7 separate regions of the Mus musculus genome follow, and regions 2, 3, 4, 5, 6 and 7 are each linked to region 1. The links are chromatin contacts, called in public HiCAR-type, HiChIP or PLAC-seq and promoter capture Hi-C maps. All regions are on one chromosome and are shown on one strand. The core of a region is the stretch at or near the end of the contact, and the rest is flanking DNA. Distances in the headings are between cores, read along the strand shown.

Region 1 (3,841 bases), core at 347-2,846:
AAGTAGACACCAATCAACCATTTGTGTATGCTTCTGATATCCTAATGGCAGCAATGTGTGGTATTCGAGAGAGCTACCAAATATTGTATTTACAACAGTAGTTCGAGGCGGTGGGTGGAGAGTTAGGAGTTAAAAGGGATTCAAAAGTCTGCCCAGGTTTCTGGTAGAGGAAGTCCAAGGCAATAAGGTGCAACAAAATGCAAAGAACTAAGAAATCCCCAAAACGGCACACAGCTCCTTAAATGACTTTAATTCTCTACACTCTACTAATCAATTTAACTCCATGTCAGCCTCAGGGGAGGCAGTCAATCAAAAGCCATCAGGAAAAGAGGCTAATCTTTAACAAGCCAGGACAGGCCAACGGTCAGTCATTCACCAGGCAAGTATGTCTTCGATGGAAAAGACACACAAAAAAGGAGAGCCAAAGGTCGTGCCTGGGGTGAACTTTTTTGGCAGATGTAACTCTTAATTCTGTTTACGGTGAGTGTTCTTTGACGGCAGATTTGGTACTGATGTTCGCTTAATTCTTTGCAGCGACGTTACCATCACTTAAATAAGTAAGAAAACTGAAGTGCGGAGAGGTGAAGTCGATTCCTCCAGTCAGGTGTCCAAATATGCACCAAGGCAAGCCAAACTCCAAGCCCATTTCCCCACGCGCGGAGATCCGCTATGAGACCACGACTCCGTCTACCCACTCAGACCTCGCCACAAGGGCCCCCGAACCCGATATTTATTTGAAGCACGTCACTGTCTTCCTTTCCGCCCATCCCCCCACTCTTCAACCCACTCCAGGGCAGGACATAAGTTCTGGCTTCCGTTGGAGCAAAAAGAGTTACGTTCCAGCTCGCAGCTGCAAGCCGGGAAGAAAAGGGTGGGACGGGTGGGGAGTTGGGGGACGCAGGGAAGGTTACTAAACGGTCGCGGCACACGACTTGCATCGCTGGGCCCCAAAATTGCATCTGACCACAGCCTAGGACTAAAACAATACCTCCCCCCACGTGCACAACCCAAGTTCTCAAGAAATGCTCACAAGGCCATCTACGCTAAACCCGCAGATCCAGAGTGGTTAGAAGGGGACGCAGAGCAAAAGAGGATCGATCCCAGGGCCACTAGTGCACGCGTAGGTAACAACGCACTCGCCGCCAGCGGGTCGTGCAGGGTGAGGTCCCAGAAGGTGGAAGGCTGGGATACGACCGCCAGACAGGATGGCCAGCGGCGAGTCCCAGGCCTCCGCGCGCACGTGGAGCATGAGCGCCCGTGCCGCAGGTTCCGGGAACGCTGGCAACTCCGTGCGCGCCGGCGGGCGCATCACCTTGGCCTTGAGTTATCCTGGGTGCAAAGATTATAAGAAAATCGATCTGTGATTTCCCTCAACCTGGCGACAATCAGGAGCGCGTGGGACAAGTGAGCGGAGCTAACCCGCGGAGTCGGAGGGAAGTGGCCCGGACCCGCCCGTGTCTAGCACCCACCAACCCCGCCCCGGTGCACCCGGCCGGGCCTCACCCGCGCGCGGCGAGCCTCCATGTTGGCGGCGGGTACCCAGGCACTCGGAACGGGGATAGTTCGTCGGAACACACCAGCACTCAGAGCCCGAACAACCCGAGCTCCGGGACAGAGGCGGGGCGCGCACTCCGCCGCCGGAGGGGCGGGGCCACCGGCTTTCCCGCGCCGGGACGCAGGTCCTGCCAGCTAAGATGACCTCTTTAGCGGTACCCGAAGCGTCCCAGCTCTGGAAAAAAATAGAAGCGGTTCTCGTGGTTGTAATAACCTTGAGTGTCCTCGGAAACTGCTGAATGTTCTATGAAACAGTGGCGTTGTGGGAACTCAGTGCCACTGGCTTTTTATGAAGCTGCGCGGTCCTGGGAAGTGGCGCGAAAGTGGCTGCCGAGGTCCTGAGACTGGCCGTCTGATTTGCATACAAAACGGGAGATTGTAAGGCTGGTAGAGCCTCTTACTGCGTTCACACTTTCGCTGTAGTTTAATCTCTTAAAAATGTTAAAGAACAGAACGGGGATACCACCCACAAATATCTGAGAGCATAGCACCTCTTATCTAGCAACCACACCACTATCTATATGTAGTCAATAGACCAGTTAAGTCCTGTTGCTTCAAGAAAGATTCCGGCGTGGGTTTAAAAATAGCCCTTCAGTTGAGTAAAGCCTCTCCGAAGGGTAAAAGTCTTTAGAGCTTTATCTTTCGGAGATAAAAGCTGCAGGCGATTACACTGTGGATTGTCCATTTTTCTCCAGGCAAAATTGGGAACAACCAGAGCTAGTTAGAAGATCTTTCTTTCTTTCTTTCTTTCTTTCTTTCTTTCTTTCTTTCTTTCTTTCTTTCTTTCTTTCTTATAGCCCTTCTCACTAAGACCGGCACAGGGATGAAACGAGGCTCCCCTGTTTTTAAAGAGTAAAACACAGGGGGAAAAAAAAAAACCCAAACAGCAACGACCGAAAAACCTTGGGTGCTTTTTAAAAGAGCTTTAATTATAATCATAGATTTAAAACATTTCTTGAAGTGTAAGCATTCCCCCTTATTTCAAAACTTTTCTCTTAGTATTGATGTTGCCACAGTCCTTTTCTGTGAAGAGAGCATGCGCAACACACACACACACACACACACACACACACACACACCTCTCTAGGTACTGACCATAAAGACATAAATAACCGAGGAAGACAATGGATTGGAAGGAGCTGCCCAGGGGTCACCCTCCCTCTGTGCTAGAGACAAAGAACTCCAGTCTCCAACTTAGGCATCAAGAGAAGCAGCTAATTGATTTGTTTGGCAAAATTCCTGGTAGCAGCCAGGAGTTCAACCAACACTTGTTGGATGAATAAGTATGTGGATGGAGACCTAAAATTGTCCTTAGTACAATGTTCTTGTGAATATGGTTTGTGCAAGTAGAACTGACCATGTGAGGTCACAGAACGAAGGGGGCATCCGGGCCACTTTGCCTGGGTAATGTTCTACACTGAGCATTTTTACTCTTCTTGGAACAGGCTTGTCTCTCTGTGCTCCTGCATTTCTTTTTCAACGAAATCCAATGTGAGCCCAGGACGTGTGCATGTTGTTTCCTTAAAGTTTTCACTTCTGTGCTTGTGTGTGTCCTGCAGACAATGTATATCCTCTGGGCTTCACCATCAGGGCGGTTCAAAGTCCTGCCCCTAACTGAGTGCAAGGTTGTAAGCAGGTGCTATTCTGAGTACTGAGGATACAAGGTCCAGAGAGTGTACACTCTGATGGAGGAGCAGAGATACAAAAGAGAATTTCAGGTATGATACTTTGGAGGAGGAGGAGGAGGAGGAGGAGGAGAAGGAGGAGGAGAAGAGAAAGAGGAAGAAGAGGAGGAGGAAGAGGAAGAAAGTACAGTGAAAAGCTGAAGACAGGAAAGGAACAATGCATACTTCTACAATAGTTATACAAGCTGGTGATATACAGCCAGAAATCTGAGTGGTCAGAAAGGAAGCGACAGGAAAAAAGTACTAGTTTCAGGCAGACTGGCATCTGGTTCCAGAACAGTATGAAGCAGCCAAGAGTCCCCATCTCTACTACTGAAAGTCAGGAAAAGAGGAAGAGAAAGTAGACATTTGGAGCTTCCTAGCTATAAAAGATCTCTGCATTTATTCCAGGCCTGATAGAAAGACAGTGGAGGATTTAACAGGCTGGGGTGCCCCTGTTTGCCCCCATGGATGGTATAGTCTGGGGGGAGCAGCCAGCCAGGAGGGGGCGAAAACTGGGAATGCTAAGATACTGATGTCATTGTAGTACCCGGAGAGTGTTCAGATTGAGACTTTGTTTTGAAGTTGGAGCTAACTGGACCAGAGGAGGAGTAGTTGGCTCA
Region 2 (3,841 bases), core at 715-3,214, 980 kb before region 1:
GTCAGGCCTCTGCATCTGTGTGTGGATTCTCTGTGGATTCCACAGCGACCTCTGTAATGAACTCTAGTTAGAGACTTTAGAGACTGGTTATCAGCGGCCTTGGGCACACTGTTTGCTAAAAGTGGTGACAAGCTTTTGATAAAAATCTCATCAAACTTTTTTTTAAAACAAGGACAGATTCTCAGAACAATAACTGATATTTATTTGAGAATAACAGACCACTGAAGGGGGGGTGGGTTGTGATAGTGAACTGTGGGTGTGGTCAAAGGGTTTTGAAGGCAGAGCCTTCAAAGCCCAAAGTGAGGATCAATATCAGATATTTTGAAACAATATTCTGGCCACTGTGGTTGATAACAAGAGTAGCTTCAGTTGAGGCTGGAAGATACTGGGCAGATGCCCTTGGAGAAGTCCTTTTTCTGCAGCGTTGCTGTGACCCCTGTGCGTGCTGTGGTTCTGGTCAACCCACGTGTAATGGTTGCTGTCGGGCAACGTGGTTTCCTACCATCCCTTTATAACATCTCAGCTTTATTATTATTATTATTTGTTTGTTTGTTTGTTTGTTTGTTTTTCGAGACAGGGTTTCTCTGTGTAGCCCTGGCTATCCCGGAACTCACTCTGTAGACCAGGCTGGTCTCGAACTCAGAAATCCGCCTTCCTTTGCCTCCCAAGTGCTGGGATTAAAGGCGTGTACCACCACTACCAGCCAGCTTTATTATTTTTTAAATTTATTTTATGAAGTTCTTTTTAAAAAAAAAAGATTTATTGACTTATTATATGGAAGTGCACTTCAGACACACCAGAAGAGGGCATCGGATCCCCATTACAGATGGTTATAAGCCACCATGTGGTTGCTGGGATTTGAACCCAGGACCTTTGGAAGAGCTGTCAGTGCTCTTAACCACTAAGCCATCTCTCCAGGCCCTAAATTTATTTTATGTATATGAGTACACTGTCCCTGTCTTCAGACACACCAGAAGAGGGCATCAAATCCCCATTACAGATGGTTATGAGCCACTATGTGGTTGCTGGGAATTGAACTTAGAACCTCTGGGAGACCAGTCAGGGCTCTTGACCTCTGAGCCATCTCTCCAGCACCCCTCCCCCACCCCCAGCTTCCCCCCACCCTTGTTGTTAGCGTTGATTCTTTTTTCTTTTTTCTTTTTTCTTTTTTTTTATTCTGACAACTTTCTCATTTCCCTCCCAACCTGAACAAAGGAACCCTTTTCACTGATGGAATATTTATATTTCTGGAAAGTCAGGCAAGGAGGTGCAACCAATGTTTCCAGAACATCGACCATGCTCTGACTGCCAGTCTCCTGGGTACAGTCCTGGATATGGCAGCAAACCCACTGATAGCCTCTGAAGGGTGAGGGGAAGCAAGCGACGAGCCACCGCAGATTTAGTTTCTAAGCTGGGATGTTTAGTTGATTGCATGTAATTTACAACTCTTCTTTAAAGTATATTTTCGAACTGATACATAAAACATTCTAACAGATACATATTAATGGAAAGATGTCTAGATATCTGTAATGTTTAAATCATTTAGACATGTCTCTCCTCAAACACCATTTGTTTATGATGAAAACGCCCAAATCCTTCCTATAACTTCTTGAGGCACACAATATGTGTCTGCTATTTGTAGTCACACCATTGTTGTGTCTAACTGCAACCTTGTAAGTCAAGGAACATATGTACTTACTTTATATTTACATATGCACTGGAGTTAAGGTCCTGTATAAGATCTCTATATGCATTTTCCCACCTACATAAGTATCTAGTAGAACTTGTGAAGGGGACAGTTCTGTGCTGAATGGGATAGTCTTTCATATGGTACAGTGCAAACTGTCCCAGGAAAGCCACTCATTATTGGACCTGCAGATGTTCCCCCGTTTCCTGTCTTCACAGAGCAGCTGGGTCAGCCTCTCTCAGGAGACATCACCAGCCAAGCCTGGCTCACGAGCAGCCAGAGGACTCCAAGGGGCATCTCGGGTCAGTGTGCTTCTCCTGCAGTGTTTAGAGACATGATGTCAGACCCTAGTCCCTGGGATTCCAGGGAAGGCTTTCTCTGCCTTTATGGCTCTGTCCTCCAAGAGAAGGCATGGAGTAACTCTGGGCTACAGAGAAGGCTGGCAAGAACCTAGAGGCCCATTATCCTCATCCTAGAAATAACTGTAAGGGCCTTATTCGGTCTTCAAACCATCAATAGGCAACCAAAAGGAATGTGTGTTTAGCCACATGTCAGTAGCAACTCCTGGTATATGTGCAGAGACCAGACATGGCAGGATGCGGAGGGGGACTTTCCAGTAGTTTGCTCCTTGGGCTGTAAGAAACCATTCTCTGTTTTGTATGGGTTTCCCCTGGAGACACTTGTGCTGGAAGTTGGTGATCAACTGGAAAATTTTCACAGTTTTATGACATTACTGAAAACAAGAGGGTGCTCTCAAAGGGCACAGGCATGGGCTTTCCATTTACAAAAAAAAAAAAAAAAAAAAAAAAAACCAACAACAACAAAAAACATTTTTTTTCCTACAAAGAAATAAGATGAGTGATGTTCTAACCTGGAGCTGGGAGGTCCCCCGGTGCCCTTTCTCGTGTGTTTTATAAGCTCTGTGGTGTGTCAGTTACTGTTTGGAACAGCTGAGAAGACAGTGATAGACAAGACAAAGTCCCTGCCCTCAGCCATAGTGGCCACTGTATCGGGGGAAGCAGACTGTGTCAATAATGCCTGCCGTGAGTGAGGTGGACAGCCAAGAAAGGAGCGCACTTAGGGGAGAATTCAGCAGGCTCAGAAGAGGGAGAACACAGAGAAGGCAGGAAGGGCAGGAGAAGCAAGTCCTGGTGACGCTGGCAGGGGAGGGTCGGCCCCCACAGCCTCGCTCAGCATGGAGGAACTTAGACTTCACTTGCTATCATTGAGAAGCCACCGAGGCTTTGAGCCCATGGATTTCTTTTGAGTGTCTAAACCGAAACTGTCTACCATAGCATCTCCCAGCTGCGGAGTCACCTCCAGGACTGAAGTTATTAATATTATGACTCCAGGAGGGAGAAGACTTGATGTCACTGGCCGCGTGCCCAAAAATGCCTAGTCAATGCCCGCATTTCAGAAATGGCTTCAAACATGATGACGTCTTCTTGGGAGTTTATAGCTCTAGCCCAGAGTTGGATCTGGGTGAGTTAAGCCTGGCCCAGGAGTGACAGTAGATTGAGCGTGTATATTAAGGGTCATCCTGGCAGAGAAGTAGACAATGCAAAAGGCGGGCCCCACCCACCAGGCCTGAGCCATCTGTGTTAGTAAGTAAGGCGTCTCATTACCTTCTCACCTGTTTCTTTTTGCTTCTTGGAGGTTTTTTTGTTTGTTTGTTTTGCCTCTTGTTTCTTAGCTCACTGGTTAGAAATTTATTTATTTATTTGTTTATTTATTTATTCTATTGCCACAGTTACTAAAGTATCTGATTTCAGTCACTAGTATCCCTTTCAGTAATTTTAATCCTTTCCTAGAAAGGACTACCTACATCCTCGACTATTACAGAAAAGACTTCAGTGTCCCATTTTATCCAAAAGCCAAGACATTATTTTGAGATGAACAAACGAACTTTTCCTTAACTCCACATCCTAGCAGGTTGGTAATGAATCAAGCAAACCCCTCCTACAGCCTCTGGTGGATGAAGACGGGAATGAGCCATCGGCCTTGTTGCTTCTCCCTTGCCTGTTTTTCTCGGAAAAGCAAGCATGGTGGTGTACAACCCTAACGTGCGGTCTTGGCTCACCTTTAAACCCAGCCTCGGAACCGCTTGGTCTCTCCTGCCCCTGACCCACCTGCCTTCATTCTCTGTTACTTTAA
Region 3 (3,841 bases), core at 691-3,190, 930 kb before region 1:
TGCCTGGGCTGCTCTTACTCCAACTGGCCAGCCGTTATGGCCATGTTTTCATGACTCAACTACACCATGGCATTTGATTCTCTCGCCACCTTGTCTCTCTTCTCTCATAGTCCTACCTCAGACCCCAAAGCCCCCTAAACAACAACAACAACAAAATGCTACCTACCTCTCTTCTGCCCAGCTTTAAGCTGTAGGCATCTTTATTGACCAATCAGGGATAGCCTGGTGGGCAAAGTTACACAGCATCACCTGGTGTAAGTGAAGATCTCTGCATCCCAGAGGAAACCAGAGCCAGTATTTAGCATTACAACACATAGCAACAGACCAAGCCTCAACAGTTTTAAACTGAAGGTCAAGGTCTGCACACACAAAAATGTTGGTAACCATGAGAATTCACCCATAGGCCTACATCGGCAGGTGCCGAATTTAGCATTACAGTACACAGCAACTGACCAAACCTTATCACAAACCTTCACACCTGACTTTACCAAGTTTGAAGATACAGAAGAAACTCTCCCCCTTTGCACAGTCTGTGAAGAGGAAACTCCCCCTCCTCCACCTCCTCATTAGACTTTAATAAAATAATGAGATTCTGTATTTTCAGAGCCAGGTTCTGAAATGTCATTCATTAACATTAAAGATAGAATGCCAAGGGGTGGGGCTTAATTTTAGAAACAGAAAATGGAGTGTTTGGTGAAGTGGAAATTTCTAGTTTCTTTGGAAACTCAACTATGTCGTGTGTGTGTGTGTGTGTGTGTGTGTGTGTGTGTGTGTGTTTCTGGAAACTGTCTTGTGAGAGGATGTTTTGCTGAAGCAGACACGTGGGAGGGCATGTGATGTTTTGCTGGAGCAGATGCTTGAGAGAGTGTGTGATGTTTGGGAAGAGTCTAAATGGAACCCCACAGACAGTGAGAGGTTGTTCTTACACTGTGATGCCACGTGAGGCTTCTCTGATCTTCACTGCGTAGAGAGAAACTCGTCAAAGAACTTCTTGTGGTATTCCAGCTGCTTCTGGCTGCCTCTGCTGACTCATGCCAATTCAGCGGAGCCTTGCAGTTTCTGCTGGATCGAGATGCAGTTCGTGTTTGGTGTTTGCTATTGGACTGGACTGCTGATATCCTGACAGTGAAGGGTGGAATCCCCCCCCCAAGGAACTACTTCTAAACAGGTCCACAACCCCGCTTCCTACTAACCTTCTTTCTCCCCAACCTCTAGTTGGTGGGCTAGAAGGAAGCGTTGACGAGTTCAAGAATCCTAAATAAAGTAGGGTTAGAGAAAAATCCAAGCCTACAGTTTGGATTTGATTGGGTAAAATAGAAATAGTCACCCTGCTTCCAAAAACATCAGTCTAATGGCTGCAGGACTTCTACCAGAGCCCCTTGTGAGAAGGCCACAAGGCCCCAGCTCTTGTGTAGCCTGCTTGGAAGCCAGAAAGTCCTCAGAAAGGGGCTTCAGACACATGCGTGTTTGGGGAAGTCGTTTGAAAGTGTTCTGTAGCAAAACAAAAGGCCTAGAAAGGAGGAGCCGAGAGCCAGGAGACAGCTAAGCATACCACAAAGCAAGGAGTTTCAGTCTGACTCAGTGTGGCAACTGCACGCCTGAGGTGAGAACGGACTCCTGGAGGAGAGGAATTAGCGACAGAGTGACCAGATGCGAAGAGACATCTGGGAAACGGTACACATGTTATAAAGGAAAATGGCCAAAAGACACAACAAACCCCGAAAACCAAAAGCAAAGTGCCACCCCAAACAACATTTAAAAGCCACCCGAAGGCAATCCTGCAATTTAAGATAGGAACGATAGCTTGCTCTCTAGTATGAGGTTTGAGGTTTGGTCTTGGAAGGGGTAGGGGCAGTGAGAGACTTGTTCTGAACAGTTTGAGTGATTGTTGGAAGGTCCTGGGAGCCAGGCTCAGATCCCTAACCACAGTCTGATGAGCCCTGAGAACTCTTTAGGCAAAGGAAGGAGAGCTGGAGGCAGCTTTTCAGCCAAGGGTGAGGCTGTGGTACTCTCCAGGGAGGAGGAGGAAAATGAACCCACAGCAGACGGGAGAAAACAACCCCGGAGGCGCCTGCAGAAGGGTGGGGATGTGTCTGAGGTTTGGGGTGAAGACTTACCTGGTTCCCTCGATAGCAGAGACTAAGGCTCATGTGTGTTTCCTCCACAGAAGCACTGGGTCTGCAGTAGGCACCTCGTGGTGCTGGTGAGATGTCCCAGTACAGTAAAGATGAAGAGCGGGGGTCAGGGGTGGGGGATGGGAGCGTGGGGGTGGGACTACACAAAATAGTGACGGAAGTCGTGAGCTGGAAGAAATTCTGAAAGCAGTGCCGAGTTCTTCATCAAACGCCTTGCATGTTCTCCTTCCTTCGACGTCCTCTATGTAGCTGTTTACACCTGTGGATGCCCCAGCAGTACCCGGAGAGCCGAATGACTCTACTGACTCTACTTCCTTGACTCCTATTTCTACATTCTGCCCAAAAGCTTTTGTGACCGGAAACAGACAGACCCACTTTTAGGAAATAACTGTTCCACCCCTCTCTGGACTAGGGGCGTTCAGCATCTTGAGTGTTCTTTCTCCCTTTTGAAGTGGGAAAATGTTATTTTCAAAGAAAGCACTAGATGGCACTTGTGATGTGTTCAATAGTTGCCTTAGCTCCTTTTTGGATAAGGTGGTGGTGGGGAGCAATAAATATTAAAATGGGAAAATCATCATTACAATAATGAAGATCAGTATCTTATGATTGTGTTTACTGTGTTACTATGTATGAGCGATATCTTTATGCAGTGTTTGCATTTAAAATCTGGGTTTCGCTTTATGAGAACTGCAAGAGGGAACTAACGTCTCTAATATATGGAAACCCTTCATCAGTAAAATAATAAAATGAAAAATAATGTTTGATTTACACCGAGGTTCACTACAGGCTTGTGTTCTTAATGACTGCCCTCTTCCATTTGCAATATTTCAATTTGTAATAATGAGTTGCAAAATAGGTTTCCGATGTCCATCCACTGTAGAGAGCAAAATAAGTCATCCTTAATTTAAAAGAAAGCATTACAGCTTAAAGGATTTCTGTGTTCTATTAACAAAAAAAGGGGGGAGGGGAGGAAATGGAACGGAACGGAAACAGCAGATGTTTCTAGAGTTTCACCATCTTACAGCACTAACAAAGACTTGAGGCACATATATTCTTTTGTGTAGTTCAGTAGTCAGTTCACTAGGCCACTTGCTTAATGATCTCCTGGTCCCACTTTAATGTACAGAGATTGTAAGCTTTTAGCACAAATGCCAGTTGAAACAGTTCCTATTTAAAGTATATTAAAAGAAAAAATGTTGCCGGGTACCATGGCAACAAGTGTAGCCTGCAGCCCCAATGTAGCATCTTACCTGTACCTGTTGTGGAGCTAGCATAGGAAGAGTCTTATGTGTTAGGGTCTCCAGTGGCTCTTTCTTACTTTCTCTCCTCTCCTCTCCTCTCCTCTCCTCTCCTCTCCTCTCCTCTCCTCTCCTCTCCTCTCCTCTCCTCTCCTCTCCTCTCCTCTCCTCTCCTCTCCTCTTCCCCCCCTTCTCTCTGTTATCCCTTATTTTAAATGTACTTTTCATTGCTGTAGCTTTCTAGGATAATTCAACACAATGAAATTCTTTGGGAACAAGATGGATTATAAATAATAATCGTGCTAATATGATGTCTTGTAATTGCATTAATTTGTAGGTTTAGGATGACATTGACATCCTGAAAGTAATATCTCATGCAATAGTAAATTCAAGGTGTCATAACTCAGAGCTAAATATGCAAAACAGCGGCAAGACTAGGAAACATCTTAGATTCGAGTAAATCTGACT
Region 4 (3,841 bases), core at 453-2,952, 930 kb after region 1:
CTGGTCTGGTGCAGGCGAGTCCCACCAGGGAGCGTTTCTAATAAAACTCATTCTTCCCCATTCTCTAGGCCTTCCTTAGCCAAGTGGCTGAGAACTAAATCCAGGCAGACTGGAAGGCGCATTACCTGCCTCATTATTCCGCTGTGTGAATGCTGGAGTTTTAATTACACACTTGCTTTTTCTGGGGAAGACCAAAGATCGTATTTTTTAAAGTATCAACTTGTTTTCCATTAGGCAGTTGTTGTAACAAGTTCTTTCAGTGACATGTTATGTCTTTAGGAAGGGATGCTTCAGATGGCGCGCACTAGCACAATTTTGTGGCTTTTAATTACTATTTTGTTCTTTTGGGGGGTTTCAGAGGCTGGCGCCTGGGCGTGATTAGACTGTCTACCAGGCCTGTAACAACCTCCTACACTGTCCACCAGGTGGCGCCACAAAGCAGGCGCTACCGCAATCTTCAAACTTGAGAGTCCATCACTGCGCTGAGTCCATCCATCACCCTTCTTTTGAAAATCCCAACCACCAGAGAGGGGAACTCATCACTTGGAAAAGAAAGAAAGAAAGAAAGAAAGAAAGAAAGAAAGAAAGAAAGAAAGAAAGAAAGAAAGAAAGAAAGAAAGAAAGAAAGAAAGAAAGAAAGAGAGAGAGAGAGAGAGAGAGAGGAAGGAAGGAAGGAAGAAAGAAAGAAAGAAAGAAAGAAAGAAAGAAAGAAAGAAAGAAAGAAAGAAAGAAAGAAAGAAAGAAGAAAAATAAAAATAAAGAAAGAAACCTAGAGAAAGAAATTACAACAGTGGAGTAAGATCCTAGAACACGAAAATGTAAAATAAAGTAGACAAAATAAAACTTCTTATATTTATTGTTTATATCAAGAAAACGTGTGATAATGAATCTTGATAAATCTCTAATATTACTTCAGTATCTCTTTTTTTTTTTCATTCCCCTTTTCATAAAAACACCAATGCAAACGACTTTGAAGGCTGTCTAGTCTGGCCTACCTTTCCCAAGGAGGGAACCTCAGAATCAGTTTCCAGCTAGTGGCTCAGATGTGCGTCATTACTAGAGACCTTTATGTGTATGAGGAAAAGTGATTTCAAATACATTACTAGTAATAATACCTTTGGGCTTATAGAGCTCTTCTCTCAAGCAAAAAGGAAAAACGTTAAACATTATCCAATTAATTGTCGTAATATCTCTGTGGGTAGTTTGGGAAGCATAGGTTATTATACGCGGTTTATGGATAATTTAAATCAATTGCCCGTCAGGTGCAAAGTGGCTGACAAGAGTAGTGCGAGCCAGGCACCTCGAGGAAAAGTATCTGGAGAAAAAGGAGACAGAGCTGGCTCGGCCCTCTTCCTGGCTTTATTTGATTAAGGCGAAGTTGGACAAGAGATGTAAATCGTTAGACTTGGCTCTTGAAAGCAGAGTAAGGTGGGAGACCCCATTTCTTTCCCGGAGCCTTATGTCCTGTTGCGGGCCATCCCGCACCCTATCCAGCTCCAGATCGGGTACCCACTTTCTGCAGTGCTTGTACACGCACCCACCGCGGCCGCCTTGCCCGCCACGTGACACGCGGGTCCCGGGGCCGCCCGGTCGCGGACTCCCGGCGCCCCGCGGCTCATTCCTTCTGATTGGCTGTTGCTAGGTGACGTTGCCCGCGGTCACGTGATAAGTGTTAAATGCCCACCCTGCAGGAGCCTGCCCGGCAGACAATCGTAAAGCTGCTCGGGGGTCGCTCACCTGCTCCCGCCTCCTGGAGCCCCTACCGGGTCTGACCGCTCTTGCCCCCTCCATTGCCCGCCCCCCGCCCGAGCCGGGCCAGGAGCCGAGAGGTCCGAGAGGCCCGGGAAGGATGCGGCCAGCAGCTGCGGTCCCGAGCCACGCACGGTGATCGCCTCCTCCAGGGGAGGAGGCGCCTAGACCGTAGCCTCATTTCTTGTTTTCCTCTCCCTCCCCCTCCCCGTAATTACATTGGTTGCTGGAAGGGACCCGGAGAGATAGACAGAGGAGGCGCCTCGCATCCCCCTCTCGCCCGCCACCCGTGCTCTTTCCTGTCCCGGGTCAGGATGACTGGAGTCTTTGACAGTCTGGTGGCTGATATGCACTCGACCCAGATCACCGCCTCCAGCACGTACCACCAGCACCAGCAGCCCCCGAGCGGTGCGGGCGCCGGCCCTGGCGGCAACAGCAACAGCAGCAGCAGCAACAGCAGCCTGCACAAGCCCCAGGAGTCGCCAACCCTCCCGGTGTCCACGGCTACGGACAGCAGCTACTACACCAACCAGCAGCACCCGGCGGGCGGCGGCGGCGGGGGGGCCTCGCCCTACGCGCACATGGGCTCCTACCAGTACCACGCCAGCGGCCTCAACAATGTCTCCTACTCCGCCAAAAGCAGCTACGACCTGGGCTACACCGCCGCGTACACCTCCTACGCGCCCTACGGCACCAGTTCGTCTCCGGTCAACAACGAGCCGGGTAAGCATCGCAAGCATCTAGGGTGCCCAAGTCACGGGGAGGGACCGGGTAAGCATGGGGTGGGGGGCAGTCCGGAGCTCTAGCCTTGCACTCTGTGCATCTCTTGCTCCCGCCCTGAACTCTGCCCAATCTCCAACTGCACGCGAATCGCAGTTTCTGCCTCTCCACGCTCCGGGGGACAGAGTCGGTGGGCGGTTGGGCCAGTTGGCATGCTGTGGGTAGCGCATAGCTTTGCTGCCCGCCTCTTCTTTCTCTCTTGCACAGCTCCCCCGGGTCCCTTGCAGGGTTCCGTGGCCAGGCCAGTCGGCGCGTGCTGAAGTTGGGAAGGCCTCCTCAAGTCTCTAAAGGCCTCCGCTCCGAACTTTAGGACCGCGGGGTTGGACGGTGGGTGCTCACCACTCACTTTTCGTTGCAGACAAGGAAGACCTTGAGCCTGAAATCCGAATAGTGAACGGGAAGCCAAAGAAAGTCCGGAAACCACGCACCATCTACTCCAGTTTCCAGCTGGCGGCCCTTCAACGACGCTTCCAGAAGACCCAGTATCTGGCCCTGCCAGAGCGAGCCGAGCTGGCGGCGTCCCTGGGCCTCACCCAAACTCAGGTGAGCAAGGTGGGAGATGGCCTGCTTTCTCTAGGAAGCGGGCACGTCCGGAACAACTTTTCAAAAGTATATTTTCACCTGTGCTTTTTTATTCCGGGCAAAGTAAACTTCTAGGCCCAATGCTTAAAACAAACAAACAAACAAAATAAGAAATTTTTTTCAAAGGGGGCAGCCGCATGGGAGGAAAGAAAATGACCCGGGTGGACAGAAATCCCACACTACAACGCCTTTCCACTCGCTGCTGCTAAAGCGGGTTCCATAACTGACCTGACACCGCACTACCCAGAACCTTGGTCACATACTTAGAGCTCATCCATCAGCATTTTGAGATCCCCCCAATGTAGCTAGAAGCAGCGGAGGCCCAGAGCCCAGGTCTGCTCGCCCGCCGTCTCCACTCCACCAACCTCCTGCCCAGGTTCCTGTACTAAAGCTCAGGGCTTTTCCTTTTTTTCTACAAAGGTCAAAATCTGGTTCCAGAACCGCCGATCCAAGTTCAAGAAGATGTGGAAAAGCGGCGAGATACCCACCGAGCAGCACCCTGGAGCCAGCGCTTCTCCTCCTTGTGCCTCCCCGCCGGTCTCGGCGCCAGCATCCTGGGACTTCGGCGCGCCGCAGCGGATGGCTGGCGGCGGCCCGGGCAGCGGAGGCGGCGGTGCGGGCAGCTCTGGCTCCAGCCCGAGCAGCGCCGCCTCGGCCTTTCTGGGAAACTACCCGTGGTACCACCAGGCTTCGGGCTCCGCTTCACACCTGCAGGCCACAGCGCCACTTC
Region 5 (3,841 bases), core at 739-3,238, 910 kb before region 1:
TCTAAACTCCCAGCGCCTCTGACGGAAGGAAGGATAAGTCCAAGAGATTGTTATAGATAATGCCTCAGGGTTTCCAATTTTAGGTCTAGAAGCAAATTCACTCTTTGTAGCCCCTTCCTCCTTTGTAAGCGCATTGAAATAGTTCTTCATTTCCAGATAGCAGAATTTCACAGCTGGGAAATCTATTAGAAGCTCTCTACCTGGCTTCTTTCTCCTTATTTTAGTGGATGAGAACAAACTTAATGTTCCCCACCTCCTCTTCTTTACCTCTCTCAGCTGTCCGGCTCTACAGTTCTTCTGTAACACCCCTCAAACTTACTCCATTTGTACTACCATTAGCCCAGAGTAGGTTATTTCCTTGTCTTGGCTAGTCCCAAAGTCACCATACTGTCCTTTCTGCCTTTCATCTCTCCACTTATCCTGGGAAGGCTTCCAGATCATAAGGCACAAAATCCACTGACATGTTCCAGTGTGGGGAAATTGTACCAATCTTACTGTGCTGTCAGAGGATAAACTAAGCTAAGCTAACACAAGGAACTCCTACAGGTTGGCCTTAACTTTCCTTTCTAGGCCTGTCTTTCAATAATCCTTTAAAAGTCAAAGTTCACTAAATATTTAGTTTGACTAATGTTCATAGTTTCAAGGCAGGAATCCATTTAGCCTTGAGATAACAGATGTATTGTTTTTTTTTTTTTTTTTTTTTTTGCAGTTAGGTTAATAGTTAAAAGTGAGAAAGACAAAAAATGAACCAAAAGGGAGTAAGCTACATTTTAAAAAATAGTTTCAATTCTGCTCACCTTTCCTTAGGCTTCATATCCTTAAGCCAGCTCTTGGCTTTTCTTTTCTTTTTTTTTCCCATTTTTTATTACATATTTTCTTTATTTACATTTCAAATTTTATCCCCTTTCCTCATTTTCCCTCGGAACCCCCTTCCCCCATCCCATCTCCCTTCCCGGCTTTTATTTTCTTAGTAAACCATATAGTAACTTAATTTAAAGGTGCAAATAGTACTGTACTTTGTACTAAAACTGCACAGATTAATAGGACATAGTAGTGGCCAGACAAAACAGTAAAATTTGCAAAGCAAGATTTCTTTTTAAGAAATACTTACAAAATCACTGAGATCAGGCTTTAAATTAGAAATATTTTTTGTTTCAGAAAATGTCTTCATTTTCACACGTTGACTTCGAGAAGCCCCAGTAGACTTCCGAGAATACTAGGAGATTCCTGTCTGTAAACTAAGAGCATACAGCCAGAGTTCCTCCACAACAGAAAAAGAAGCAGTCGCTGCTGGCAATGTATTCTAAATCAAGCACACAACTAAAGCTTATATTTTAATCTCTTTTGATTTAGGAAGGTCAAGATCATGCTAGCTTGGGAAAGGTAGAAGGCAGGGTTTGAACTCACATCCTTGCATTTATAACTCTATACTATGCAATGACGAGGCTAACCAGGAGAGGAATTGACAGGATTACTGGAAGCTGAGGTTAACCGAAATGATGACAGGCCTTCCTGAGTCTGAGCAGAGGCGGAGGAAACCAATACTGCCAATCCCCACCCGGCCGCCATCTTGTGGGAAGAGAAAAGCCGGAAGTACAGCTACGGGAGACCGGCGGCCAAGTGGCTTTGGCGGAGGCGAAGCATAAGGGCAGGGACTGGGCTGTGTGGCCTCGGGCACCGGGGGTGGAGCGGTGTCGCTTGTCCTTGGGGGCGGGGCCTAAAGGCGAGGTGGAGACCCGCATTCGGGCCTTCTGGCTAGGGGCGGGGCCTTGGGGTGGAGCCCCAGGGCGGAGTGCAGTGTAGCACTGGAGCTTAGGGGTGTGGCCTGACGGCGGGGTGGAGATTTGAAACGCGGACCTCCATGCTGGAGGCGGGGCCTTGGGCGGGGCGGGGCCATGTCCTGAGCTTGGGGGCGGGGCCTCACGGCAGAATGGAGACCGGCTTCTCTGACCTCCAGGCCAGGGGCGGAGCCTGAAGGCGGGGCGGAGGCGGGGAGGAGGCACCGGGCTGCAGACGCCTAAGGTAGCTGACAGGACCGCAGCGGCTCACCCCTCCCTTTCTCGGAACGTGGTTGGGCATCTGCCGCTGGCACACGCCGCTACAAGAGGGTTCGGGGCGGGAGATGACGGCGGTGTGCTCGCTGCTTGGCCCTCTGTGAGCATCGGCTTCCTTCTCCTTGCAGCCGGAGCTGCAGACCTAGCAGGTGAGATGAGCCCCAGTTGCGTTTGCAATGGCCCCTGCCCCTGGGGTCCGGACCAGTGGGCAGCGCCAGGCTGCCCTGGCGCCTCGGCTAGCTGCTGCGCCTGTCCGCCTCTGCTCCACAGAGCCTGCGCCTGAAACCTGCGGGAACACTGGAGATGGTCTGCTCACAAGGGACGACTTGTCCCCTCTGGTGCCAGAGCTGCGGTCCCCAGGGTGCGAAGCACCCCGTTGCACGTGTGCTCACATTGTCATCTCGGACTTTTTACTTTAGCCCAAGGTGGCCTTCGTGTCTGCCCCTCCTGAGCACCTCGGGATCTTTGCGCCAAATTTTCTCCCATACTTCTTTACGGAGCACCTGACGTTGTGACTCCCATGCCCTGGCTTTCCACTTCCACGGGTGTCAGCTGCCCTCGGTATCATCTATTTGGTCAGGGACTCTGCACTCCTTATCTTGGCGGGCCAAAGTCTGATCCTGCAGATTGACAAGGGAAAAGGCAGTGACTGGAGTGCCTGTTGATGTTGAAGAGTGCTTTTTATAGTGCTGCAAGGCATTAGGCTTTTCTCCTGTCTAAAGGATAGGAGTGTTTGAGAAGAGAACAGCCTCAGTTTAAAGCTTTTTCTTTCAAGTCAGTACTGCAGCACATTTGAACTTAATAGCATTTAACCTACAATTTCAGTGCTTTGGTCATGTTATCTAAGTCAGATGTAATGCGACTAGATGGTTTGTATACTTCGTTTTCTAGTGTCTGGCCCAGTGAATTGGCTTTTCCAGTGATAGGACAACTTGTTTGTTCTGCAACAAGTCTTGTTTTTGTAGTTTAAAGGACTGGATGACATTTTTAAAACTTCCTTTGTTGTGGTTCTTGTTAATCTTAAAATGTGCATAAGAAGCGGTTTTTCGTTTTGTTTTGTTTTCATGTTTAAAATGGTATGAGATAAAACTTCAGAGTTATTTTTAGTTTTTTTTTTTCTCCCTTCCTTATTTTGAGACAGCTGCTAATTTAAGTCCTGGCTGGCTTTTCTTTGTAGCTGGGCTTGAACCCATGGTCTTCCTGCCTCTGCCTCACTAGTGCTGTGATTACAGGTGTGTGACATTATGTCAGACTAGAAGTCATTTTAACTTTCATTTGCCTCGGGAACTGTTTATAACACTGGAAAAATTGAAAGGGGGAAAAGGACAGATTACTTTTAAAAAGTTTCATTTAATTTTCAGTTAATTGGAAGTTGAACCTGGAAGTTGTTAAACCTCTTGGCCATCACCTTCACTGTCAATAGCCACTTAAGATCAAACTCAATTCAACTCTTAATTGCTGGGTATGAAACAGAGGCTGGTAACTTCATAACACATTCTAAACTCGTAACTTTGTGGAATATCTAGTATGTCTACTATTGAGGATCTTTAATATTAGGCATGTTTGTATAGCTACTTGTGACAATGAATGCTGTTTACCTTGTTACCGTTTTAATCATTATCATTAGGTCTGCAGTCTCTCTACCCACCTCTCTTACCCACTTTGGTTTATTCTGTGTACGCTGTCTGTTTTTTGAGACATCGTCTCAATGCAGCCCCGGTTGCTTTTGAACTTGTATTGCTCCTATTTCTGTCTCTCAGGACTGGGTTCCTAGCATGGGGCACCAT
Region 6 (3,841 bases), core at 905-3,404, 890 kb before region 1:
TGGCACTCACTTGTTACCTTAAGCACTGGGAGGCTGAGACAGGAGGGTCTGGAGTTCAGTGCAAATCTGAGTCATATAGCAAGGTTGTCTCAAGAGAGCCAAGGGCTAGGATGTAGCCCGAGGCTGAGTGCTTGTCTGTCGTATATAAGGCCCTGAGTCCAATCCCGTGTCACAATAACAAGATTTTTGATGTTCTGTTTAATAAGTAACTATAAAGATTGAGAAAGATAACTTGAATCTTTTATCTTCAAGATCTGGTCCCTGTCTATTCTTCTCTTGAGTAAGAAATATAAGCAGCTCCCACATATGCTCACAGCGAACTTACTCATCGCTCAGGTTAGTATGCCCAGGAAAGCTACAGCAACGCCTTCCCCTGAGGTTATTGCACTGCGTGAGAAACAATTGCTTCCTTGGATTTTTTTTTTTCAGTTACAAAGTCAAAATTATTAGCAGATGTGATCAGATATAATTTAATTAGAATTCATTAGTGCTTATATGTTAAATATTATAACATGTCTTAAAATTTGACATTAATAATGGCAATCAATGTCAACTTTGCATTTTAAAAATACAAACAAGTGAATCATTAAAAAATGAACTCTTACCTGAGTGTGGTGACTCCCACTTATAATTCTGAACACTTAGGAGGCAGAAGCAGAAGTGTGGCCAAGTGACATCAGTCTGAGTAAGACTGTCTCGGCGACTGAAACAATAACACAAAGAGAACTCAGAACTTACTCCCCAGCATGTGGCCATAATGGAAAGAAGTTTAACATTGCCTATTAAATCTAAGGCTAAAACTTATAGTCTTTATTTTCATTTAATATGTACATCATTAAAGGCTCTATGGAAAACGGGTTTTTAGTCATAAAGCTTGAAATTTTAGTGAAACCAATAAATAGTTGATAATCAGCAATAGTTTTAAAAGAATGATTATTTTCTGTGAATAAAACTTTAATGGGTTTGATTAGATCAATAGTTTGTTATGGTATTAAGTCATATGATTTACTTTTAGCTATTATAAAAATCTTTCAATAATTTTTTTCTTTAGACTATTGTTTGTGCTGGAATGATGATATGGAATTTTGTTAAAGAAAAAAATTTTGTTGGACAAATTTTGGTGTTTGTTTTATTGTACAGCTCCCTGTACAGCACCTATCTGTGGACAGGTAAGTTGGCTCATAAAAAGACTGCTAAAGTCTGTCCCATCCCCTCTCTAAAAGACCTCAGCATCTACTGATCAATTTGGAGTCTTGATAGCACAGACACACACAAACACACAGACACACACACACACACACACACACACATATTATATCTGCAAAGCTGAATTACCTGCTGAGTACACTATTTCTGTCCAGCTCATTAGCTTTAGGCCCATGTCAGCCTAGTTTCCCCTTGAAGACACCAGGTGCAAAAGGGCAGAGAAGAGATGTGTCTCAGAGCTCACTGCTGGGGTCCTATGGAATGGCAAACTGTGGTTTTGCCTCTTACAAATTAACTACCTTTGGGTCACCTGTTTCATTTCTCCTAAAGCTGGCTTGCAGCACGTTACAGAGATACTCTGAGGATGATATGAAGTATGGATATTTATGATTGGTATATAGCAGACACTCAGTGAATGGAAATCTATTAGTTGTTCAAGAGAGGGAACGAGGCCATATAAGAACGAGAAAAGTAAGTTAGAAAAAGGATGTGGAGAGCTGGAGAAATGGCTCAGTGGTTAAGAGCACTGACTGCTCCTGAGGACCTAGGTTTGATTCCCAGCACCCATGTGGAGGCTCACACCATCTGTTACCCTAGTTCCCGGGGATCCAAAGGCCTTTACTGGTCTCCATGGGCACCAGTCATGCAGGCAGTGCACAGATATGCATGCAAGCAAACTCCTATAAAGTCAAATAAAATTTTAATGTAAAAATAGAGGACCCAATGAGAAAGGATATTCTTTTCAATTGGCTCCAAAATTATTATTTTGGAATTAGATTTTCACTTAGAAGCAGACAATATGGTATGTTTGTGAAATGCACTGTCTAAATGTTGTGTTCCTACCACAAACTTGAAATTGTAAAATGCTACCAGAAGGGACATTGTACAGTGGTTAATAAGCAAGGGCCAGGAAGTGACTGTCAGGGGGAAGACCTTTGATTTCATGCCCTAAGGATCAAAAGCGTGTCCTGTCTGAGCCTTTTGAAGTGAAGCAGTGCTCTGGGGAGGGATCGCCACATGACTGGTTCACAGCCAACAGAAGATGGCTTGTGCTTCTTTGAGCAAGTATACCTCTCATAGCATGAGGCTTATCATGAGATGTCAAGCTAAAAGATCCTAGAGACTGTAAATCCCAAGTATAGGCGGCCCGAACTGATGTCTACTTACATTTACTCAGATGGAATATGTAATGAGAGTAATAGAAGAACGAATAGATCCATCTGTCACAAAGCCCCAGCTACCTCCCAGACCTTCAAACATACATGCTGAGATCAATCTAAAGAACTTAGGAGTTTACTGGTGCAGTGAAGGTGACCTGTGATCATCAGATTATTATAAATACAGCACAATTTTATAGCTCACTTGTTCAAGGCCAGGCTCACAACCAAAAAAGACAAAATTATAGAGCCATTCAGTGTATTTGAAAATCTAATGTCCAGTCATTTTCAGATTGGTTTATAAATTATCTTTACCATTTCTGCCCTCCTGCATAGCTGCCTGCTTTGTTCTCCCTTTAAACCTATTGCTTTTTTTTAACACTTCAGCTAAGTCCTAAGTCAGTGAAGGCCCAAACTTTATGCACTAGTTAAACACTTTCAAATATACATTAAATGTATTAATGGTCATCTTCTCCACCTTCGTGCTGGTGCCGTTTGAATATTTCATGTTGTAAATTACGAAAGCCCAAAGAGCTGAATGGACTCAAGCCGATCTTCTCAGCAACCCCAGCAAGGGGTGCCAGGCTGTCGTCGGACAGCTGCAGTTCTTCACAGAGTAGGAGACCCAAACCCTGCACAAGGACCTAGGCATCTGTTTATGTTAATTCTCGTTTAAAACGTTAGTGATCGGTGCCCACTTATGTTAATTCTAACTGAAAGTGTTAAAGTACAAGGAAGGATCTTAATTTCCTACGGGAGCTCACAGATTAAAATGTACATCAGAATTCCCCAGGCTGGTTTTTTCTTTGTTTGCTTTCTTTTTTGTTTGTTTGTTTGTTTAAGGTTAGTGCCAGTTACTTCCACAGACAGGGTTTTGGGCTGGTTATCTCACTACCTCTCTCCAGACTGCTAGAGAGCCCTCATTGGACTGTAAGCCATAACATCAGTTGTCCTTCACTTGGCTCAAACTTAATCTGTAAGTCGAAATCTAAGTTCTGAAGAACAGGACTACTTAATTATATGGTGGACACAGAGGTGACTATCATTGAAGACGTCAAAAAGACTGAAATTTTCTTATAGACATATTATTACCAGATCCTGAAAAGTACGTCATATGAACCCAGGAGAGTTTCAGAACTTTACCTCATGTTTCTCAAAAGGTGGCCTCTCTACACCACTCTGCCCCATGCTGTGCAACTCAGTCAAGCCCTTGTCGTCCCCCCCCCTTACCTACGAAATTAAAGTGTTAATTTGAAATAGATGTTGCTTCTTCCTGAAGTCCTCAGATTCTGTAGCCTTATGGAACTTACTAAGTGCCACACGTATAAGTGAGAACTTGAAACAAGCTGGGTGTGGTGGAGCATGACTATCACTTCAGCGCCTAGAAGGCTGAGGCAGGAGGATCAAGAACAAAACAAATAAACAAACTTGAAATATTTATGTCTGTATTAGGTTTGTGCCACAGTTGTATTAAGTGT
Region 7 (3,841 bases), core at 922-3,421, 860 kb before region 1:
TACCCTCCCTCCCCACTCCCCCACCCACCCACTCCCACTTCTTGGCCCTGGCGTTCCCCTGTACTGAGGCATATAAAGTTTGCACGACCAATGGGCCTCTCTTTCCACTGATGGCCGGCTAGGCCATCTTCTGATACATATGCAGCTAGAGACAAGAGTTCTGGGGGGTACTGGTTAGTTTATAATGTTGTTCCACCTACAGGGTTGCAGATCCCTTTAGCTCCTTGGGTACTTTCTCTAGCTCCTCCATTTGGGAGCCCTGTGATCCATCCAATAGCTGACTGTGAGCATCCACTTCTGTGTTTGCTAGGCCCCGGCATAGTCTCACAGACAGCTATATCAGGGTCCTTTCAGCAAAATCTTGCTAGTGTATGCAATGGTGTCAGCGTTTGGAGGCTGATTATGGGATGGATCCCTGGATATGGCAGTCTCTAGATGGTCCATCCTTTTGTCTCAGCTCCAAACTTTGTCTCTGTAACACCTTCCATGGGTGTTTTGTTCCCAATTCTAAGAAGGGGCAAAGTGTCCACACTTTGGTCTTCGTTCTTCTTTAGTTTCATGTTTTTTCGCAAATTGTATCTTATATCGTGGGTATTCTAAGTTTCTGGGCTAATGTCCACTTATCAGTGAGTATATATCATTTGAGTTCTTTTGTGATTTGGTTACCTCACTCAGGATGATGCCCTCCAGGTCCATCCATTTGCCTAGGAATTTCATAAATTCATTCTTCTTAATAGCTGAGTAGTACTCCATTGTGTAAATGTACCACATTTTTTTTATCCATTCCTCTGTTGAGGGGCATCTGGGTTCTTTCCAGCTTCTGGCTATTATAAATAAGACTGCTATGAACATAGTGGAGCATGTGTCTTTCTTACCAGTTGGAACATCTTCTGGATATATGCCCAGGAGAGGTATTGTGGGATCCTCCGGTAGTACTATATCCAATTTTCTGAGGAACCACCAGACTGATTTCCAGAGTGGTTGTAGAAGCTTGCAATCCTACCAACAATGGAGGAGTGTTCCTCTTTTTCCACATCCTCGCCAGCATCTGCTGTCACCTGAATTTTTGATCTTAGCCATTCTGACTGGTATGAGGTGGAATCTCAGGGTTGTTTTGATTTGCATTTCCCTGATGATTAAGGATGTTGAACATTTTTTCAGGTGCTTCTCTGCCATTCGGTATTCCTCAGGTGAGAATTCTTTGTTCAGTTCTGAGCCCCATTTTTTAATGGGGTTATTTGATTTTCTGGAGTCCACCTTCTTGAGTTCTTTATATATATTGGATATTAGTCCCCTATCTGATTTAGGATAGGTAAAGATCCTTTCCCAATCTGTTGGTGGCCTTTTTGTCTTATTGACGGTGTCTTTTGCCTTACAGAAGCTTTGCAGTTTTATGAGGTCCCATTTGTCAATTCTCAATCTTACAGCACAAGCCATTGCTGTTCTATTCAGGAATTTTTCCCCTGTGCCCATATCTTCGAGGCTTTTCCCCATCCAGTGGAAAAAAGACAGCATTTTCAACAAATGGTGCTGGCACAACTGATGGTTATCATGTAGAAGAATGAGAATTGATCCATTCCTATCTCCTTGTACTAAGGTCAAATCTAAGTGTATCAAGGAACTCCACATAAAACCAGAGACACTGAAACTTATAGAGGAGAAAGTGGGGAAGAACCCTAGTTTTTTAAAAAAAAAGAGCCCTAGTTAAAGTAGGTTTTGAAAAATCTAAGTCTGATCCCACAAGTAGGCAAGAGTCAGAGAGAGCTCCTAATCTTAGAATTCCCACAAGAACACCAAGCTAATTACCCATAACATAAATGCAGATCCCGACAGGCTCCCTGATCTCCGAGAGCCCCCATAAGCCTCAGTCAGTTGATTCTGTTCTCATGGTGGCCCTGACCCTCTGGTTCTCCTTTCTCCAGCTCTCTGGATCCTTCCTCTTTCTCCTTCCCCTCTCCCTCCCCCTCCTCCTCCTCTGCAGGACTCTGTAAGCTCTGCCTAATGCTTGGCTGTGGAACTTTGCATCTGCTGCCATCAATTGCTGGATTGCCGACGATTCTGCTAGGTTTCAGTCCCGGGACACTCTGAAGTCACGACAAAGCTTAAGTGAGTTTCCTGGGGCGATCTCATGACCTGGTTCTGCAGTTTGGAGTAATCAGGCCGTGGCCAGTAAACAACTTTTAGAAGTACTTTGTAAAATTGGGCATCCGTGCTCAGATGACGGGCGGTGCTGGAAGCACAGTCCATGCTCATAAGATCTTAGCGTTCTTCAAGGAAAGATGGGCTTTATATTTCCATGATCACTGTGATAAAACCTGTTGTTCCAGGGTTTCTCTGTGTAGCCCTGGCTGTCCTGGAACTCACTCTGTAGACCAAGCTGGCATCCAACGCAGAGATCCACCTGCCTCTGCCTCCTAAGTGCTGAAATTAAAGGAAGGCATGGCCCAGCAGTGTAAAAATATTTTGTAAAATACTGTTTAGAAGTAGCCATCCAGTGGTGGCCATGCCTTTAATCTCAGTACTTGGGAGGCAGAGGGAGGTGGATCTTTTGAGTCTTAAGGCCAACCTGGTCTACAGAGCCAAGTTCTAGGACAGCCAGCACTATCCAGAGAAACCCTGTCTCAAAACAAACAAACAAACAAACAAACAAACAAAACAACTTTTACAAAAAGAAACACTGTTTCCAAAATTTCATTCTGTACAATTATTTTTAAGGAAATGTTTTGGAGCTTAATATATAAACATATTTTTATCAAAGATCAAATGAATCAATTTATGTAAAATAAGTTTATTACTTTTTATTTTTACAACAGATGAAATTTAACAAAACATTAAAATTTCTAAAATATACTCCAAGGCATTAACTACCAACCTGAGTATCCACACTGAGTATCCCACAATGAGTATCCTGCAGTGAAAATCTCTACAAGTTAACTCACATATCCATATAATCCTTGTATTTTTTGGGTTTGAAATTTCAGTGGCTACTGAGTTATACAGATAAATTAGCTAGCTAATTTATTCAACCTTACATTTCTGTAGAAAGACCTGTTTAAATTCTTTTTTTTATTAATCATTCCATTCATTTACATCTCAAATGATATCCCACTTCCCTAAATTCTTTCCACTGGTATTTGAATGTTCATTTAGCAAATATTATATAATATCAAAGCATCCAAATATAATACTGAACAATGAGCTTTCATGGAACTTCTATTCCACTATGAAATAATTAAATGTATGACTAATTTGGAGCCACATATAATCTTGATTCTATGGAAGGGAAACGCCTAAGACACTCACTCAGCAAGTTCTAAGACTAAAAAGAACTACTCCTAAGAAAGGGAGGCCAAGATGATGAACCTGAGTATCTGTTGCTGCCGTTTGTTAAGGACTTTACCCTAAGAACAATGAGCTCTTAAGAGGTTTAGACTTGAGTGCTGGGAGGAGCTGGAGAGATGGCTCAGGGGTAAGAGTGCTTGCTCTTGCACAGGATCTGGGTTTGGTCCCCAGCACCCACACGATGGCTCACAGCCATCTATAACTCCAGTTCAAGAGGATCTCACACCCTCTGAGGGCACCAGGCATGTGCTTCATACAGATATACATGGAGGCAAAACACTCATACACATGAAATCAACATTTTAAATTAGAGAAAAAAGTTTAAACTCCTTAGTAAGATAAGTAAATAAAAAGCATGGCCAAGATCTACACACCTCAGCAAAGAAGGTATACAAATGGGAAATAAGCATATGAAAAGAAACTCAGTATCAAATGCCATGTGGAATTACAGATTAACTGAAAACTAAAGTGCAAGGCCAAAGCTTCAATCCATGTAACC

The links. HiCAR-type assays count read pairs that join an accessible place to other places. HiChIP or PLAC-seq counts read pairs in DNA pulled down with a chosen protein or histone mark. Capture Hi-C pulls out chosen DNA fragments and counts their contacts.
Region 2: a contact with region 1 is called in an H3K4me3 HiChIP or PLAC-seq map of pro-B cells, with 2.9 times the contacts expected there. The contact joins the enhancer-like site here to the promoter of Cdca7 in region 1. A contact is called at or near these places in 7 of 39 promoter capture datasets (the 3T3-L1 cell line, the C10 cell line, the HPC-7 cell line and 4 more) and 6 of 115 datasets of contacts at active chromatin or transcription factors (embryonic limb bud, embryonic stem cells, large pre-B cells and 2 more).
Region 3: a contact with region 1 is called in an H3K4me3 HiChIP or PLAC-seq map of the 230-238 cell line, with 8 times the contacts expected there. The contact joins the enhancer-like site here to the promoter of Cdca7 in region 1. A contact is called at or near these places in 14 of 39 promoter capture datasets (the 3T3-L1 cell line, the C10 cell line, HPC-7-derived erythroid cells and 8 more), 12 of 115 datasets of contacts at active chromatin or transcription factors (the 230-238 cell line, T-cell acute lymphoblastic leukemia, astrocytes and 7 more) and 1 of 9 other capture datasets (adipose tissue).
Region 4: a promoter capture Hi-C map of liver shows a contact between it and region 1, with 2.2 times the contacts expected there. The contact joins the promoter of Dlx2 here to the promoter of Cdca7 in region 1. A contact is called at or near these places in 2 of 39 promoter capture datasets (hippocampal neurons and liver) and 4 of 9 other capture datasets (adipose tissue, embryonic stem cells, embryonic tail and 1 more).
Region 5: a contact with region 1 is called in a HiCAR-type map of astrocytes, with 4 times the contacts expected there. The contact joins the promoter of Gpr155 here to the promoter of Cdca7 in region 1. A contact is called at or near these places in 19 of 39 promoter capture datasets (the 3T3-L1 cell line, 3T3-L1-derived adipocytes, the C10 cell line and 13 more), 11 of 115 datasets of contacts at active chromatin or transcription factors (T-cell acute lymphoblastic leukemia, astrocytes, embryonic basal ganglia and 5 more) and 3 of 9 other capture datasets (adipose tissue, liver and macrophages).
Region 6: a contact with region 1 is called in an H3K27ac HiChIP or PLAC-seq map of large pre-B cells, with 5 times the contacts expected there. The contact joins the enhancer-like site here to the promoter of Cdca7 in region 1. A contact is called at or near these places in 4 of 39 promoter capture datasets (the 3T3-L1 cell line, liver and pre-B cells), 4 of 115 datasets of contacts at active chromatin or transcription factors (astrocytes, embryonic forebrain, embryonic stem cells and 1 more) and 1 of 9 other capture datasets (embryonic stem cells).
Region 7: a contact with region 1 is called in an H3K4me3 HiChIP or PLAC-seq map of bone marrow-derived macrophages, with 5 times the contacts expected there. The contact joins the enhancer-like site here to the promoter of Cdca7 in region 1. A contact is called at or near these places in 6 of 39 promoter capture datasets (cranial neural crest, embryonic stem cells, frontonasal cranial neural crest and 3 more) and 8 of 115 datasets of contacts at active chromatin or transcription factors (bone marrow-derived macrophages, embryonic basal ganglia, embryonic forebrain and 5 more).

Annotation. Positions count from the first base shown.
Region 1 is chr2:72,473,974-72,477,814 of GRCm38.p6, reverse strand. Cdca7 (cell division cycle associated 7) reads right to left here and starts at 1,596. Exons shown (of 9, transcript NM_025866.3): 1 at 1,504-1,596. The coding sequence starts at 1,524.
Region 2 is chr2:73,458,459-73,462,299 of GRCm38.p6, reverse strand. All of the region lies in intron 1 of Wipf1 (WAS/WASL interacting protein family, member 1), which reads left to right. Among named protein-coding and RNA genes, the nearest start is that of Wipf1, 69 kb to the left of the region's middle. Within about 2 kb of position 1,964, at least 36 of the 459 cell types and tissues checked have an H3K27ac peak or open chromatin away from gene starts, as enhancers often do. A contact at or near this core is called in pro-B cells, where this site is marked.
Region 3 is chr2:73,402,365-73,406,205 of GRCm38.p6, reverse strand. All of the region lies in intron 2 of Gm13707 (a long non-coding RNA gene), which reads right to left. Among named protein-coding and RNA genes, the nearest start is that of Gm13707, 17 kb to the right of the region's middle. Within about 2 kb of position 1,940, at least 17 of the 459 cell types and tissues checked have an H3K27ac peak or open chromatin away from gene starts, as enhancers often do. A contact at or near this core is called in the 230-238 cell line, where this site is marked.
Region 4 is chr2:71,544,615-71,548,455 of GRCm38.p6, reverse strand. It overlaps Dlx2 (distal-less homeobox 2), which reads left to right and starts at 1,702. Exons shown (of 3, transcript NM_010054.2): 1 at 1,702-2,472; 2 at 2,888-3,072; 3 at 3,532-3,841. The coding sequence starts at 2,064.
Region 5 is chr2:73,384,627-73,388,467 of GRCm38.p6, reverse strand. It overlaps Gpr155 (G protein-coupled receptor 155), which reads left to right and starts at 1,988. Exons shown (of 17, transcript NM_001190297.2): 1 at 1,988-2,203. It overlaps Gm13707 (a long non-coding RNA gene), which reads right to left and starts at 1,618. Exons shown (of 9, transcript XR_866430.3): 1 at 1,112-1,618; 2 at 1-18.
Region 6 is chr2:73,364,809-73,368,649 of GRCm38.p6, reverse strand. Gpr155 (G protein-coupled receptor 155) reads left to right here. Exons shown (of 17, transcript NM_001190297.2): 7 at 253-336; 8 at 1,052-1,169. It overlaps Gm13709 (a long non-coding RNA gene), which reads right to left. Exons shown (of 4, transcript XR_866433.3): 2 at 606-703. Among named protein-coding and RNA genes, the nearest start is that of Gm13709, 9.4 kb to the right of the region's middle. Within about 2 kb of position 2,154, at least 10 of the 459 cell types and tissues checked have an H3K27ac peak or open chromatin away from gene starts, as enhancers often do.
Region 7 is chr2:73,336,746-73,340,586 of GRCm38.p6, reverse strand. Scrn3 (secernin 3) reads right to left here. Exons shown (of 8, transcript NM_029022.1): 8 at 2,780-3,841. Among named protein-coding and RNA genes, the nearest start is that of Gm13709, 19 kb to the left of the region's middle. Within about 2 kb of position 2,171, at least 6 of the 459 cell types and tissues checked have an H3K27ac peak or open chromatin away from gene starts, as enhancers often do. A contact at or near this core is called in bone marrow-derived macrophages, where this site is marked.